Regions from separate parts of the Zea mays genome. Here region 1 is linked to region 2. A link is a contact called in public Hi-C data. All regions are on one chromosome and are shown on one strand. The core of a region is the stretch at or near the end of the contact, and the rest is flanking DNA. Distances in the headings are between cores, read along the strand shown.

Evidence for each region. Hi-C and Micro-C count contacts between places; a contact is called where the count stands out from the background.
Region 1: a contact with region 2 is called in a Hi-C map of leaf, with 7 times the contacts expected there. The contact joins the promoter of LOC100502201 here to the promoter of LOC100284270 in region 2. A contact is called at or near these places in 4 of 25 Hi-C or Micro-C datasets (endosperm, leaf and tassel).

What each region holds. Positions count from the first base shown.
Region 1 is chr5:61,318,114-61,322,138 of Zm-B73-REFERENCE-NAM-5.0, forward strand. It overlaps LOC100502201 (60S ribosomal protein L30-2), which reads right to left and starts at 1,423. Exons shown (of 5, transcript NM_001196678.1): 1 at 1,342-1,423; 2 at 1,025-1,130. The coding sequence starts at 1,362. LOC111589380 (small nucleolar RNA Z103) reads right to left here and starts at 260; the gene lies at 165-260. LOC111589381 (small nucleolar RNA Z103) reads right to left here and starts at 443; the gene lies at 348-443.
Region 2 is chr5:61,187,124-61,191,216 of Zm-B73-REFERENCE-NAM-5.0, forward strand. It overlaps LOC100284270, which reads left to right and starts at 2,759. Exons shown (of 8, transcript NM_001412795.1): 1 at 2,759-3,116; 2 at 3,220-3,524; 3 at 3,624-3,696; 4 at 4,001-4,093. The coding sequence starts at 2,916.

The sequences.
Region 1 (4,025 bases), core at 173-2,672, 130 kb after region 2:
TCAGTTTTCAACGCAGAACTCAAATGTCAGTCACATAAAATAACTGTTTGAAATAAATAGTAACCTAAAAAGAGCAAGCAATGACAACAAACTTTATGTACAGGCTTGAGATAAATTCAGAAATTAAGATACACAACAAATAAAGCAAAACAGCAAAACAAACAGAGGATCAGAATTCTGGCTTGGTTTTCTCAGATGAGAAATTATAGCGCTCAGTATGTTCATTGTCGATCATCTGGGGAAAGGGTCATCATATCCTCATAAGTGTGCAACATAGTTAAAAAACACAAAACGAGGCTACAAATAAGCACTACATAAAATTCAGAAATACATTTTATGCAAAAATGGAGGATCAGAATTCTGGCTTGGTTTTCTCAAAAGAGAAATTATGGCACTCAATATGTTCACTGTCGATCATCTGGGGAAAGGGTCATCATATCCTCATAAGTGTGCAGCAACACAGTTAAGATAACAGAAAAGGCACAAAAAGAGGCAACAAAAAAACACCACATGGAATTCAGAAATATTTTATCATAAACGGATGATTAAAATTATGGCTTGGTTTTCTCAGATGAGAAATTATAGCGCCCAGTATGTTCACTGTCTATCATCTGACCTTCCACTGATAACATTAAGTATAGAGTGAACAAACATTCAGTGACGTAGATAAAAATACGTTGTCCAGAGAATATTTCGGTGGGCGTCCATGCAGCCACAAAGTTCATAGTGGCTGAGGTCATGAGCCCTATTCTCCTTCTTTCAATGTCGTATTTCCATCTTGACATCTAAAAATGTTCACTTCACTTGATTTTTCCCCTGCATAATCCTAATACTCCCACTGTGAGCAGTAAAAAAACAGCTACATGAACACGTCCATAGGCACGGATTGAACATCCACGGGATCAATCTACGGTATTGTAACATAGGCAGACATCCATATGCACCGATTTGACTACCTAACCCGTTAATCAAGAGCTAAGTAGCCTTACGCATGAGACAGAATATAAAGTGTGAGCTTCCTTACACTTAGAATTCCTGAGGGTCCTGAGGACAGTCTTGTAGCCGAGCGTGTACTTGCCGCTCTTCATCACAAGCTGAAGCTTGTTGTTGATGTTGTCCGTGGACTTCTTCTGCACAAAACCAACAACGAAAAACGAAAAACAGAGCTTAGAACATAAATTGCAAGACTGGAAACATGAATACTTGGAATGCAGCAGCAAGACATGTTGCCGCCCAGAAGACGGCAGCAGATCGACGGAAAAGGTGGGAGAAACGTGGGCTTGTAGTCGAGAACTCGAGATACGGGGGTAGATGTGAGAGGGCAGCAGATGTGATCGTTACCGTCTTCTTTGCGGCCACCATGGTTGCGCCCCGATGAGTGACGGCGTCGAAGCGGCTTTGCGCGGCGGCGGCTCTTCTCGGGGATGACTGCGGGGCGGAAGGCTGGAGAGCTAGGGTTTGGTTATTTATAGAGTACAAGGAACCCTAGGGGTTACTGATGTGGGCTTTGTATAGGATAGAATGGGGCTTACGAGTTCTTTGAGCCCAGACGGCAGACGCCCAGACGCGGAGTATGAACTTTGATTTTTGTGGCCAGAAAAAAAAATCTCTTTGACTTCAAAAATAGTTATTTCTATTTTTTGTGGCAGAAAAAAACGTGAGACTACGTACCATGTTGTAAATATGCCCTACTACAATGCTCATGGGTTGTGATGGTATGTAAATTATTTGATAAAAAAGTTTGTGAATAACGATTACATAAAAACGAATAACTCATATATTATCATCAGCATGAACGACGATGTGGTCCATGAATGGCCATATTCGTGCTATGAGGTTCTTGATGTAAATAACCTCATAGAGCTTCTTTCTCGCCAGTCACCTCGATGGCCTCGAGCGTTGTTGGGACCATGCTTTGTCGTCGAAGGTCCTGCAGAAAGAAACAACTTCGGCTGAAGCTGCTCATACGTGATGTCGAAGGTGTCATTTCGTGAAGCTTCGGAATTACAAACCGACTTAAAGATAGAATGACCTTTTAGTCCACAAGAGTCCGAGTCATTGTTGTAAACTTTTATGAGGGGTACGATTGTAATTCCTCACGGGCTGTGTCCTGTGCCTATAAATAGTGAACAATATTCCTTTACTGTTCACGCATTCCTGCAATTGCAATCGCATCACTCGGAAATTATACTTTGTCAAGGAAGAGGTATAAATGTGTCTAAATATTACGTTTGAACATCTTAAATTTATATAGTATATAAATGATGTTATTTATTTTCAATTTACTTGTCTTTAATGCTTTATGTCTTACGTTATTTTATATTATCTTTGTGAGTTCAATTACGAAAGTATAACTTTCGTAGTTCTGCCATTATAACCTTCGTCCGAAGTATATCCTTGGGGAAATAATGCTTCAGCGGACGAAGGGCACTGATATTTTAACATTTTATGTTGCCTTATTCTTAATTCATAGCATTTGAGAACAAGTCCCCAACATTGGCGCCCACCTCCGGTGAACTCACTTCCACTTTTTTGAGCTGATGGCTTCGTTCAACGATCAAGCTGGAGCTGCTTCGGCTCCGAAGCTGGTACTCCCGATAACAGGCGGTTCATGCTCAGAGCCAGCCAACAAGAAGCAGAAGAAGGAAGCACAGAGAAGGGTATAGCACGTTGGGGTGCAAGGACCCTTCATCAAGTCAAGATGGTCTCACATTCCAATTACCTTCTCTCAAGAGGATCTCCAACTCAAGGATTACCCACACAATGATGCTATGGTTATCTCTTATGTGATCAAAGGATTCCTGGTCCATAATGTTTTGGTTGATACAAGCAGCGCAGCTGATATCATATTTGCTAAGGCCTTCAGACAGATGCAAGAGCTCGAGGATAAAATTCATGATGCCACACATCCCCTTTGTGGCTTCGGAGGAAGGCAGATCGTAGCACTTGGAAAAATCACAATGTCAATAACCTTCGGATTCATTAACAACACAAGGACTGAACAAGTTGTATTTGATATTGTTGATATGGAATACCCTTACAATGCAATCATTGGTCGTGGTACTCTCAATGCCTTCGAAGCAATCCTTCATCCAGCCTATCTTTGCATGAAGATACCTTCGTACCAAGGGCCCATTGCTATTCATGGAAGTCAGGAAGCTGCCAGAAGGGCCGAAGGAAATTGGACAGACTCAAAAGCAATCCATAACATAGATGGAGCTGAAGCTTGTGAGCAATACAAGTTCAGAAGGGAAAAAGCTGCTTCGGCTGATCAGCCGAAGCCCATGCTCTTATGTGAGGACATAACAGAGCAGAAAGTGCTATTGGGATCTCAACTGTCCGAAGAGCAGGAGAAAACCTTAATAAGGTTTTTGTTCAACTACAAAGATGTTTTTGCTTGGTCAGCTAATGATCTTTGCGGAGTAAACATGGATGTTATTGAGCACTCGCTCAATGTTGATCCATCCTTCAGACCAAGAAAGCAAAGGCTTCGGAAGATGTCTGATGACAAAGCCGAAGGTGCTCGCAACGAAGTGAAAAGACTCCTCAGTGCTGGAGTTATCAGAGAGGTAAAATATCCAGAATGGTTGGCTAACACTGTTATGGTAAAGAAGGCCAATGGTAAATGGAGAATGTGCATCGATTTTACTGATCTCAATAAGGCCTGTCCGAAGGACGAGTTTCCATTGCCAAGGATAGATTCCTTAGTCGATGCAGCAGCTTCATCAGAGCTTATGAGTCTGCTGGATTGTTATTCAGGCTATCACCAAATCTGGATGAAGAAGGAGGATGAACCGAAAACCAGCTTCATTACCCCCAGTGGAACATATTGTTACCTTCGGATGCCTAAGGGGCTCAAGAATGCCGGAGGAAGTTTCAGCAGAATGACAGCGAAGGTCCTACATTCTCAGATAGGCAGGAATGTGATAACTTATGTTGATGATATCATTGTAAAAAGCACGAAGCAAGATAACCACATTGTTGATCTGCAGGAGACTTTCGTTAATTTTAGACAGGTTGGCTTA
Region 2 (4,093 bases), core at 1,509-4,008:
GGCAGCCTCAAGGACCTCTTTAATCACGCTATTTTTTTTATTTGAGACCAAAATAAAGGCTCTTGGTTAGACAACAGATTCATGATCGTGCTATGGTGATTATGCAACTGTTTCTCAGTTTCTAAAAAATTGTCTTACAGTTCCTGTTGTCAAATGAAAAGTCGATCCTTCTTTTCAGTAGAAGATGTAGTTGTTGCCACTTGTTGCTACAATAAATTTTTCCTTCTTGATTGATTACCATTTATGCATATATGTGTGTGTTTTTGTTTGTGCAATATGGGTGCATGGTGAACCCTTGCTTGTGTTTTAAACAATAACCTTTATTTACTAGCTAGCTACTACATGACTTATGTTCTAGCTAGGTTTGTCGTTTGTAGGATTAGTATGAGAAATCAAAATAAAGTTTAAATCAAAATATAGGAATGAAGAAGACGTGTTGAGTAAATCATCCTTTTAGATGTTACCAGGAGTCTAAGGAACTACAGTTTGGGTTGTTCCAGATTTGAGTGTCATACCTAAATTTGGCTACTTGTAACTCCAGATTAAATGCAATGTTTCCTTTCTCAGTTTTTGGACATCTTACAATCATAAATTATCCTTTTACATCAACTTGCAGCCTTTCAAAAACATATGTTTGCCAATATTATTTCTTAAATGCTTTTAGTATTGTATCTCCATTTTAGAGTGAGAAATCTGCTACTCAATTCACATTAGGATATTAGTTGTCAAATATTTTAGTACTAATGTTGTGGGGGATGGCGGAAGGCATTGCGTGGTGGAGTTACACTGCCGTCACCTTCAACATGCACGACGTAGGCCGGTCCACAGGGCGGGTGTCGCTCACGCGCTTCATCGAGAACATCGAGTGAGGTGGTGTGCTGCTGCTCTAAAGAAGGGAGGAGAGGAAGTAGCGACAAGGTCGCCAAGACCACCTGGCGCGATGTCTCCTACCAGATCACCAAGATCAACATGTACAAGGTGGTCCAGTCTCGAGCCCTCTCCCTGCATGCTTCCATTGATTTTTTATTTCATTCCAATCGATTTGTCGTGATATATGCAATGCAGGATGGTCGGCATGTACAAGATATGCTTAAGGTGAGGTTGCAATTCAGGATGTGCATATATTTCTTGGGCTTGAATTTGTTTAATCTAAATAGATTATTTTTTATCCAATCCAAATTTCCAATGACTTGCCATATCATTAGCATCAGAGGCTCCGTAAAGCAGCTCTGCTGGGATTAACGAATTCACTGTCAAGGTCAAACATCACTATGATATTGCTACAGATAATATACAACAAAAGAACCATTGTACTCGTCTGGTAACCTAATTCATCTGTATCTCTATTTTGCATGAGGTTTGTTCATCCCTAATCAATGCTAATTTCATGCTTAAACATATTGCATCGTAGCTTAATAAGGGGCGTGTGTGTGTATATATAGGTATCCATTGCCCTTCTATTTAACTTCTGGCATTTTAATAATGGTATGCATTTCTCTTCTGTTTAACTTCAATAGGATGTGCTTCTCCTAAATCAGAAAAAAAAGAAGCGCATCCGAAGAAACCATTTCTGGTTCTCCTCACCTCCCAACCCCAGATAATGCCACTCATATACTCATTTTTGATACACTAATAACACAATGTTTTCAGTTTTTGAACATGTGGGTTCTGAGAGAGTACTTGTAGATTGAATTCAAGATTCTAGAACCATTCTGTGAGTCTGATATTGAGAGGCTGATAGATGGCACATTATAGGGAAACCTATAGCAGCTGACACGAGCAGAGTTAGGGGGGTTAAGTTTTAGGTTTTAGGTTGTTTATTTAGGGTACATAGAAGCAGAAAGGAAAAGGTTGATGCCTTTTACTTAGATGTCATTAATTTGGAGCACTCCTTTTCTTGCTCTATCCATTTCCTGTTTGTAATTTTCGTCGGGCTTCGGCAAAAAAACTGACAAACGAGTTGTGCTCCAACTTCTAATCTCTGATTCAATGTGAAATGGAATTATTCCTTTTGTTTTGCTTGTATGCAGTTAGCGGCTTCTGATTGTAGAAATTGTCATTCCGTGTACTCAAATCACACCAAGCATTCCATGTATTTGAAGGAAGGGGAGCTGACTACCTCTTCTAGAGAGACAAGCAGTAGGTGGTGGATTGCTAAGTTTTCTAAGTTCATGATGTCAGAGTATATTCCTTAAAAAGTGACTTACTCTGGCACGTACCTTACTATATCTTTTAAGATATGAAAACATCTACTTTTAGTGATGCTAACAAAAGTATAGAATAATAATTAGTATATTTTTGCATATCAATGTATCTTATCATATTGATTCCATAGCAACAGACGAATATACACCTATATCTTTTAAGGTATGTAAACATCTACTTTTAGTGATACTAACAAAAATATAGAATAATAATTAGTGTTTTTGTATATTAATGTATGGGTAGGATCACAAATAAATTACGAAATCTTTTCCTATAATATTATAACACATTTGTACATGAGTTATCATGGTATTTTATCTTCCCGTTGCAACGCACGGGCATCCACCTAGTAAAAAAATGAGGAGTAAGAAGATGATGAACCAACTCATTCCTCGAACCAAACATGCTACAAATATAGTTTTTCTCTCTCTTTTTTAGACTAAAAGATGAATTAGCAGCTACGATCATGGCCCAACTGAAAAGTAAGACAGGCCTATAAGACTAAATGACTAATGACGTTTAGAACAAATAAGATGATACGGCCCAGATCCTTGCGCCAAGGGCCGGCCTAGAGATTCGGCCCATCGCCGGTGTTCTGGTGGATCACGCGTCCTTCTCTCCAACCGCACCGACCGATATCTTCCTCTCCGCTAGGGCAAGGGCGGTGCCGGTGAGGCGATCCGTCGGTGGTGTCGGAGCGGTGGAGGAGGATGGCCGACGTGCAGGGAGACAACGAAGCAGTTCTGGAGGACGACGCTTTCCCCGACGACGGGCCCTTAGATACGGAGGAGGGAGGTGGAGGAGAACCCATCAGCGGAGGCGACGAGGAAGAGGAGGAGGACGTCGACGGCCTCGCCAGCTTCCTTGAGTCGGAGATCCTCTCCGGATCCAGCGACGAGGATCCTATTGACGTGAGCGCTCTCTGTCTCTTCTCTCCCTTCGAACCGAATCTTTTCTCATGGCTGGGAATCGGGTTTCTGACAGCAATCGAATTGGTTGCCGCGGCAGGAGCAGCGGCAGCAGAAGGAGGAAGGTGATGCTGCGAAGAATAAGCGGAAGCAGGGTTCAGGATCGGACGGGGATGGCTGCAGCGGCAGCGAGGGGGAGCAGACGAAGAGGGCGAGGAGGGAGGAGAAGAGGAGGCAGGCGAAAGGGAAAGCCGTGGCGCCTCAGATCGACACGGGCTTGTTCAGCAACGTCCCCCCTGAGCTGTTCCTGCAGATCTTCAAGTTCCTCTCCTCGGAGGACCTCATCTCCTGCGCTCTAGTCTGCCGCTTCATGAATGCTGCCGCGTCCGACGAGACCCTCTGGCGCCGCCTGTAAGTTGGCTGGGGAGGCTGCAGTATCGATTCGTTGCCAAATGTGGCGCAACTCGATCGAGACTTACATATTGCATGCCTTTCCGATGTTTTTTCCAGGTACTGCATGAGGTGGGGACTGGCCTCCAATGCCAAATTCAGGGAGTGCGCTTGGAAGAACCTCTACATACAGGTAAATTCATCCGCTCATCATCACTGCTTCTAATTCGAGGTAGTCAGGGTCTCAGGGAGATTTTAAATGACATTTTTAGTTAGTTTTAGTGCTCACAGGTGATTTGGATATGGTCTAGTTACATGCTGTAAATGTGAACCAATTTGGGCACTAGGTGCAGGTCGTTGAAGTGCAAAGTTTCCATTTTTACGCCATGCTCAGCAGAACAAAATAGTAGTATTGTTGTGCAATATTTTTGTTTGGTGCTACTGTTGTATTAATGAACTGCTGCTAATGTCGTTTTTTTGTTGTGTTTAATCTCCAGAGAGATAGAGAGGATATGGTTGAATTTGTGAGGAATACTCCTACAGAGTTCAAGGAGTACTATATTCAGATGCAGGCTGCAAAAAGGAGTCAA